Regions from separate parts of the Lactuca sativa genome. Here region 2 is linked to region 1. Evidence: chromatin contacts called from public Hi-C data. All regions are on one chromosome and are shown on one strand. The core of a region is the stretch at or near the end of the contact, and the rest is flanking DNA. Distances in the headings are between cores, read along the strand shown.

The links. Hi-C and Micro-C count contacts between places; a contact is called where the count stands out from the background.
Region 2: a Hi-C map of leaf shows a contact between it and region 1, with 4 times the contacts expected there. The contact joins the promoter of LOC111907502 here to the promoter of LOC111907500 in region 1. A contact is called at or near these places in 3 of 4 Hi-C or Micro-C datasets (leaf and seed).

Annotation. Positions count from the first base shown.
Region 1 is chr9:29,370,959-29,375,766 of Lsat_Salinas_v11, forward strand. It overlaps LOC111907500, which reads left to right and starts at 1,757. Exons shown (of 3, transcript XM_023903298.3): 1 at 1,757-2,137; 2 at 3,006-4,559; 3 at 4,650-4,808. The coding sequence starts at 3,060.
Region 2 is chr9:29,567,251-29,571,798 of Lsat_Salinas_v11, forward strand. It overlaps LOC111907502 (mitochondrial import inner membrane translocase subunit TIM10), which reads right to left and starts at 1,851. Exons shown (of 6, transcript XM_023903301.3): 1 at 1,697-1,851; 2 at 934-1,014; 3 at 750-802; 4 at 536-574; 5 at 359-428; 6 at 3-246. The coding sequence starts at 978. The coding sequence ends at 196.

The DNA of each region.
Region 1 (4,808 bases), core at 507-3,006:
TCTGCATAGTGTATAATACTTAATCCATTTAAAAAAACATATAATTTTTTTTATTAAACTTCTAAACGGGTTGGCAGGTCCACCCGTATATTTTTTGAGAAACCCATATATGACCTGTTTAATAAACGGTTTGACAGGTTGAAAAGCTCAACCCAAACCCGTTTATATCATATCGTGTCGAGAATTGTCAGAATTAGTTACACCAACTACAACTTTGACAAAAATTATTTATCCCACATAACCTTCTATCAAATGTCGTTTTATCATTTATCGATAAATTCCTTAAAAGTCTTATAATATGTAGTTTGCGACATGCAAGACTAGCGATCTCCTAATTCGAGGGTTCAAATTATAATAATTATCATTTATTATATCTCAATTGTCTAGCCCAAAATTACAGACGTTACATCTTCTCGTGATAATTTTTTTCCTATAATTGTTTGTTTTAATATACGGAAGTTGTTTTAACTTGTTTTTTTTGTATACACTATCTTTTCTCAAACATGACATTGTAGTTAGAGAAACAAATACCATATCAACAATTGCGGAGCTTCTACAAAATCTCAACGAAATGAAAAAGGTACAAGACGAATTAGAACAAGTTATAAGAGGAAATACAATCGTGGAAGAATCTCATCTTCCAAAATTATGTTACTTAGGTGCTGTTTGTTATTTTTGAAGCCAAAATGTCTGCAGTCTGCGGACCACATCTGCAAGCCTCTGCGGCAGAAGAGGTGGACCAAATGTCTGCGGTCTGCAATAAGAAGACTGTTTGTTTTTAACGTCTGCAGCCATTGAAATAAATTAATTTTTCAATCTTAATTTCATGTCATAAAGATTAAAAATGCATTTTCAACAAAAAGAGAAAGAAAAAAAAAGGGTGGTCTTTTTTTTTTTTTTGGTTAAAATGAGGTCTGAAGACCTTTGAAGACAGTGGCCCATGTCTGCGCCAGAAAGACCTCGCGCAGATGTTTTTTGGTCTGCGCACTTCCAAAAAACAAACACTCTGCGAGGGCATATGTCTGCGCGACGCAGACAAAAGTGGTTGTGCAACTCTTCACAAAAAAAACAAACAGCCCCTTAAATGCAGTGATTAAAGAAACATTGTGATTACACCCTCCATTTCCCCTGTTGGTTATGTGAAGTTCAAAATTACACTATATATTGCCCTTCTTTTAAGCCGGTGCAATTTTGGTGATTTTGGAAATTTTGATTCGTATTGTGGTATTACTTTGTCCGTGTATTAAGAGAGAGAGAGAGAGAGAGAGAGAGAGAGAGAGAGAGATGGTTTTGTTTGGTCCAGGTGTGCCACCAGCAACACTTACTTTTCTTGTATGCAGCGAAAAATTTTCTGATTTTTTTGGATTTTTACATATATTTATCATGCACTGGCAACACTTTTTTCAATCTTGACCATACCTATTATGTATTATTGCTTGCATCCGTAAGAGAGACCTTCTTTTATATTTCTTTTATTTTTAAAGTAACAAACTATTAAAATAAATATAAAAATAATAAAAGGGTAAAATGTTCCTTTCAATTTTTACAAAACCAAAATCACATGAAATTTTTAATTTTAAACCTTCGGTCAATCCAAATTGTTTTGGACCTATCTATATTTTTACAAATACAGTTTTGTTATAAATTAATAAAGTTTTATGGATTACCGTAAATAATTTGAGAAATTCAGGCTCCAATCCCCATGTACTGTGAAGTGACCCACCTGCGGCTTTCATGATTGTTTTCAATTTTTTTTTCTCTTTCTATATGTGTCCTCAGGCCCCTCCGAAGTCCCCCTACCCTATGTCATCACCACCCGCGAATACCTCTTCTCTACGCCGTCCGATCGAAACTTGCCCCTTTTCTTCTCTCTCTCTCTCAAAATTCTCTTTGGACCTCTGGATTCCGCGAAACAGAAGGATCCGATCAAGTAAAGGGTCAACTCCTTTCCTGTGTTTTTTCTTGGTAAAGTCTCGTTCTTTGAGTTAGAAGTCTGAATTACTTCGATTCATGTTTCAAGCTTTTACTTTACGCATATCGTGCCCACCGCCACCGACATAATTTCTTTCATCTTGAAGAACCCGCCAGGGTTTATGCATATCATCGGTCGTCAGATACCTCTTCGCTAATTGTCCCTGTAAGTAATTCTGTTGAAATTTTGGTGAGATGTTCTATGTCAATACCGTGTTTTTGTTTTGTTTTCTGTATGTTGTGTGTTTGCTTTAGCTATTCTTGTAGTTGTTGTTTGATTTCTTTTTAGATTTAAAGAAATAATTGGGATACGAAATGGGAAAAAAGAAACCCAGTTTCTTCTATAGCTGCTAAAGCATTGCTGTTTATGGCTATTTTGTTTCTCTTTCTCATAATTGTTAGAAAGAACAACATAATCTTACCATTTATGTATTATTTGGTGTATAAAGAATTGCTAAATGAAACACTCCTTTTGTGAATTTCTATGTCTTCTGAAGCCGAACCACAACTTGAATCTGGGTGTAATTAATTCTCTCAGAGAAAATATTAATTGCTACGAGAACAGAGCCGACAAAAGAAAAGCGTCATTTATAATAAAATAAAGAGATGTAATAATGAGACAATGTGCTTAATGAGCTTTTCCCCTTTCTCCTCTTTCATTTTCTACTCCTTTCCCTTAAATGTCTCGATCAGTTTAATTGTCATTGAGCCTTGTTCATCATCAGGGAATCTTGTTTATGGGGTTCTTGTGATACTTTCCAACTTTATTACCTTATCTTTATCACATTCACACTCGTATTAATGATTTCCAAGGACCACATAATTCTCCTTTTCAGTTTCTTATTGTCCTTTTCCATAGCCTCAAGTTGTCCTTATGCTGCAGGTATACAAAATTAGTATCTAGAAAACCCAATGGGCTTACTTTGATGAAACCTGCATTGCTGCATATGTCATAAGTTATAGATAATAGATTGCATGTCATAACTGATCATATGGTCTTGTGTTCTGATGTTGTATATTGTTTATCAGAGCAGACTGCATGACCAGATTTTCTTGACTACTATGGAGGGTATCTTTGACTACTAGATATGGCATCATCATCATCATCATCATCATCTACACGTGGTGGAAATGGAAACAAAGTGGTGGAAATGGAAGAGATTGTTAGACACATGTCGAATTTACCTAGTTTTCTTGAAAGGGGAAAACCTATTCAAGATAAAGCTTTGAACTTTGGTGTCATGGATTGGGGTCGCTTAGAAAAATGGCAATATCATCGTCAAAAACAGGGTCTTGTGGGAAGTAACAAATATTCACCATCTACAAGTAACTCGTCTTTATTATCTTCAACTGATGAATCTTCTCCTCATTCAAGTAGAGCTCAAACCTCTTCTTCTGCTCCTTTGAAACCTCATCATGTTACTTTACAATCTCATTTAAACGTTTCCTCAGAAGGAATTTCCATTCGAAGAAATCTTGAAAACTCTCAAGATGTTAAAAATGATCCTTGTAATAGTGGGAAGAAAACACGGAATAAGCCAAGAAGTTCCAAAATGAATGATATTTATACTCAAAATCTTCCTGAATCATCATCGTCATCATCATCATCAACATCTTTGAAGGGAAAGATGAAATTTCAAGATTCCTATGATCCAAAAAACAACATTCCAACATCATTTCCATTTGAAAATGAAGCCAAGTCTGAAAGAAATCCCATCACTCCAGAAAAGAAAGAACTTAGCGTCTCTTCAAAGAATTCAGATTTCAAAACAAACACAATTCAGAGAACTATATCTCCACGTCATCATCGACCGAGTCCTTTAAAAAAGTTGTTAGACCCATTCTTCCAGTCAAAGTCAACTTCCTCCGGTCAACACATCCAGACTTTTGAAGACCCAAAAGTCAAACCGAAAGTGAAATTAGATTTCGGAAGTTGTAAGGAAGTCAAAGTTGGTGATGATTCTAGGAACAAGATGAAGGAGACGCCATCATCATCACCATCATCATCATCATCATCATCAAAGCAAGCTCTTTTTCAGATGGCAATCAAGAATGGAAGGCCTTTGTTTACATTCACAGTGGATAACAATGACGATATACTTGCAGCCACAGTAAGAAATTCAAGTGAAAAAGATGACAACAACAGTTGGATTTATACATTTTTCACCATTCATGAGGTGAAAAAGAAGAAGGGAAGATGGTTATCTCAAGGAACCAAAGCCACAAGTCAAGGATTCCTCCCGAATATAACAGCTCAAATGATTGTTTCAAATTGTTCAGTTTCTAATTGTAGGGAGTTTGTTTTATCATCTTTAGACCCAAGTCTACCCGATGAACTTGCAGCCATTGTTGTGAAGTTTTTAAGAAAGGAAGAGAATCAAGATTGTTTCAGCATGACAGCTGTTCTACCTGGTGGCCATCATAGTGCACCTAGCAAAGGTGAACCTTCACCATTGATTGACAGGTGGCGATCTGGTGGAGCTTGTGATTGTGGTGGTTGGGATATTGGCTGCAGATTGAGAACCTTTACAAACAAGGTGGAATTGGAATCTAACAGAAGATCAAACAAATTTGATCTTTTCTTTCAGGTATGTTTTAATTAGTTCCCACATTCATTTGTTGTTTATAGATGCTAGTGTTCTTCACACTTATGTAGTTTGTTGATTTTGATTCTACAGGGAGATGTTATAAGTGAGAGACCTTTTTTCAGTCTTTCTTCATTGAAGGAAGGAATATTTTCAGTGGAGTATGATTCGTCTTTATCGCTTCTACACGCGTTTTCGATTTCTATATCGATCATGGAATGCAGAAAATCTTGTCAGTATACAGAAGTTAAA
Region 2 (4,548 bases), core at 601-3,100, 200 kb after region 1:
TGTGAAAGAAAATGAAGCATATAAAATTCATGGCATTGGTTCACTCATAGAAATATTCTGAAAATACTCCAAAATTATTTCAGGGTTTTGAACAACTTAGTTGATCTATATGATTTCATCAATCATCAAAACAAAAAAAAAAATCTAAAGAATCCTTGACTATTATAATTAATATTAAAAACCAAAGTTGAAGATTCACATTGGTGGTCTCCCAGAACCAAGTAGTTGGCCTACAAGATTTGTGACCTGAAGATAAATGAGAGAGCATGTTACATATTCACATATGTTTGAAAAGGTTTATATATATTTGTTTACATTATGATTATAAATCTTGAAAAAATATTTAAAGAAATGTTACCTGCCAATATTTTGAAACACAACGATCAATGCAGCTGTTTTCACCCATGTTTAACTCAGACTCTTTGTACCTAAAACAATTAAGCTATTCAAAATCACATCTTTGAAACACCATATTTTGAATTAATGTGCCTTGAAGGACTTTTTTTATTATTATTGTGAAGAGAAGAGATGATACCTTTTCTCAACACATTTAGCAAAACATGTATGAGTTAGCCTGCATCAAATCATACATATGTGTTAAATATTATAAAACTTGCACAACACAGGAAATGGAAGAGAATATACATTATAGGGTGTTGTTTAATTAATAGAAAGGTCTAAAATCTTTATGTCTAGGCATGATGAATTTTAAACACATAACAAAATAATCCAAAAATGAAGGTTCTTACTTGTTAAACAATTCAACCCTGTACTCCATCTCCTTCTCTGCCATTCCAAAGATCTATACATCAAGAAAAACACAATAAAGTAACTACAACCTAATCTTTAAATACAAGAAAACAAATGGAGATGCAATGCATTTTTTTTCTTTCAGACTAATGAATTGCTAAAAACAAATCAAATGGAGTTTACCTGTTCCTTGTCTAATGCAACGGGCATCTCATTATTTGCAGCCATTGTAGGTTGAGTGGAGATGAAGAAACTAACAATAACCTGCAAAATTTCAAATACAGATTATAAGTGTTTGAAAAGTATCAGACCAATTAGCAGGTATTTTCACATAAGAAAATGAAACCACAGCAGAATTTCTGTTCTATCGATTCAGAAAAATGTTACTAGCAACCATAATTGATACAATGCATTAGACAAATAGGTGTGTATGATCAACAACTCCCTAAATCAGTCTTTAAACTATGACTGACTTGGAAGATTTACAAAAAGGGATACTTCTGGTAAGGGTAAACATCGGACTGCTTTTTGTTATGTCAAATAATCCAATTACGCATATTAACCAATCAATCACGATCAAAAGCAAGAACAAAGTGAGAATTCGATCATTTCTCACTATCTCATTGGTAAGTATGGTTCAGATCCATTCAGAACCAAAAAAGACTCGATTCTTTACAACAAAAAAGCATCCCGAAATCACATCCACTATAAATCAAGTTCGACTAATAAAACTATTGAAGAGAAAGAAAGGGACTTTTTTTCAGATTCTGATATCATGATATCAGAGGGGTCACAATAGCGATTGAAGAATAAAAAAAACCCTCCAGCGATGTCACGGTAGCTCTGTTTGGGATCGACTTCAGAGGGGGTTGTTTGGTTCGAATGTATAAAATGCGATTAAAGAGAGAGGGAGATAGAGGTAGAGGTAGAGGTAGAGAGATATTACCTGCGATGAAGCTCCTTGAACGACCCTGTGACGAAGTGGAGAAGACGCGATGGAGAGGTTGTCGGCTGAACGAGAATGAGAAGATGTCTAGGTTTACCTGATGAAGCGTGTGGTAAACTGGTAATATTTAGTGAGGGCAAAATCGTAATTGCCATTTTCCATTTTCCATTAATTCCACTAGGACGGTGAAAGAACGAATTTTCCTGAAGGAAAAAATTTAATTCAGCACCTTCTCTTAAATTTCATTCCATTCCTACCAAACAAATAACCAAAGGAATTAGAATCATTTTCTCTTCAATTTCATTCCTTTCCATTTCTACCAAACAAACAACCAACAGAATTAGAATTATTTTCCCTTAATTTCATTTCATTCTTGACAAACAAACAACCCTCAGGTCTTGCCCATATAAACTGAATTCTAAATAATAATTGGGCCTACAAACCGATCTCAAGTAGGGGCTTCTATTAGTGTCGTATTTAAATGAAACAGAAATAAAAGATTTCTTACTACAAGGCTAAGCTAATATCACTTTTTGGAGTAGAATACATGAATTGTCTTTTGCGTAGGGCCAAAAAAATACATTTAGTTTTTATTTATAAAAATTAACTTGGATTGTTTATGTATTGTTTTTTTCACTTGGACAATCTTATGTATATAAAATGATTTTTTTATCCTTAATAATTATTTCTCTTAAATTTCTTTTATTTTGTTTATCTTTTAGATTAAAAAAATAAAATATGTATCACCCTCTTCCATTTCTCTTTCCTCATTTTCCTGCTACCTTCCTTGTAAACCAAAATACACTACATCATCGGTGATTGGAAACCACAATACATTACATTACCGACAAAAACCCAAGTATCAACATTGGTAATGTTAGGTGCACTTTATGCACCTCTTTGTGCACCATTTAGTCCATTTTCATACATCTATTTAGCATAATTGTTCTTCATTTATCTTGCATTTCATCATATTCATGTTAGTCTCTAGAACAACCTTATTTGCACACTTTTATGTCCTTTTCAGGTAAACCGGAGGTTGGAACGCGCTTTGGGAAGTGTCGGGAAGCATTGGTGAAGATTTCGGGATGATCAGGCGAAGAACGGAAAAGTTGAAAAAAATCAAGTTTGGAATTGGAGTCAGAGGAATACACGGGCCGTGTTGGATTTACAATGCAAAATCAACACGGGCCGTGTTGACCAAAATGGGAGCTGTTGACCATGTTGAACAGGGGCCGTGTCAGTTTAGCCTATTTTAACACGGGCCGTGTTGACCAAAATGAGAGTTGTTGACCATGCTGAACAAGAGCCGTGTCAGTTTAGTGCAAATCAACACGGGTCGTGTTCGACCCAAAAACCAACTTTTGACAGTTTTTCCTATCTTTCATATTACGGGTTAAGGGCAATTTTTACAAACACACAACATATCAGAGCACTTTTGGATAGGAAAATTCGAAGGTTTTAGAAAGGGTTTGTCCGTTAATCATTTGGAAACATTTTAAATTCTTCTTTGTAAGCACTTTAGCACTTAATTTCATCTTTTAAACTTGTTAATCTTGTTCTAGCCATGTGTGGCTAGAACCCTAACTTCTCCATTTTCATGTTTTGACTTTTTGGTTGCGAATCAAATCATATGACCTGATGTTTGTGTTTAATTTCTATCTAGTGAAACTGATTTTACTTCAATAGAATGTTTGATTCTAATAATGATTCTTATTGGCCATTTGAATTAGGGTTAGGTCATTCAAGTTATTCATTTTGCAAAATTTGTAATTGTTTTGTGAATTGAACTAAGTAACAAGCATTAAATTGATTTCTTATGAATGAATTTAGTGTAAATCTTTTCACACATTCTTACGCTCCCGAGCTTGTGAGGAGTATTGGGTGTTGTTGGGAACATTCACAATAAGCTTAATGCAATCTTTTAATCTAATTCTAAGAGCTTGTTTAGATTAGGTTAGTAAGGTTAGGATTAATCAAAGAGCTTGTTTTGATTGATTAATGTGGTGAATGGAAAGTGTTAGAGCTTGTTAACACTTTCAAGTACCAACTTAGATAGAATGAAACGAATGTCTTGTCGTCTTTGATTCCCATTGCTGGATTGTCATACATGAAGTACATGAAGTTGGAGTCCTTACAAAATCTAAACTTAATTCACTCATTTAGCCAATTATGTGTGTTTTTAATTTGTTTGTTTAGTTATTGCATTCTAAACCCCCCTATTTACTGTTGGTGACCATAGTACCTTGCGCAAAGAGGTATATACTAATTATCTCGTGTCTTTGTGGATCGACCATACTTACCTTGTACTGCCTTTTAGTGCAATATAGTGGGATTCTTTTGGAGTATATCGTACCCCTTTATTTGTTGGGTTTGATATGCCTAACGGTATCCCCATCACTCTCATCCTTCTTTCTCAGACGAGACCAACCACTGCCCTAGCCACTATACAATGTGGTAAACTCCTATCAGGCCTCCACCATTGATAACCATACCCATGCCCTTCTCTTTCTCCTACTCTCTTTTCCGATCGTCGGCTAACCCAACCAAAACCACCATCGATCACCTCCCAGAAAACCCAATGCTCTCTATTCATTTTGTTTCATAACTGTAACGCCCTATTCGAAAAGTATTCGTTCGTGGATTTCAGAAACCAAAGCTAGGGGCGTTTGGTCATTTTTGGGATGGGAATTTATTTTGAGAAGGTTGTGGGCTGAGTTGTGCTGCTAGAAGTGTAGGGCTTCTCGCCACCTTTCTGTGGATATAAAGTTCATCAGAAACGGATCTAGATTGAAGGAGTTGTTATACTTTAAAGATATTGACATAATGGACCTTATGGAGAAAAGTTCGCA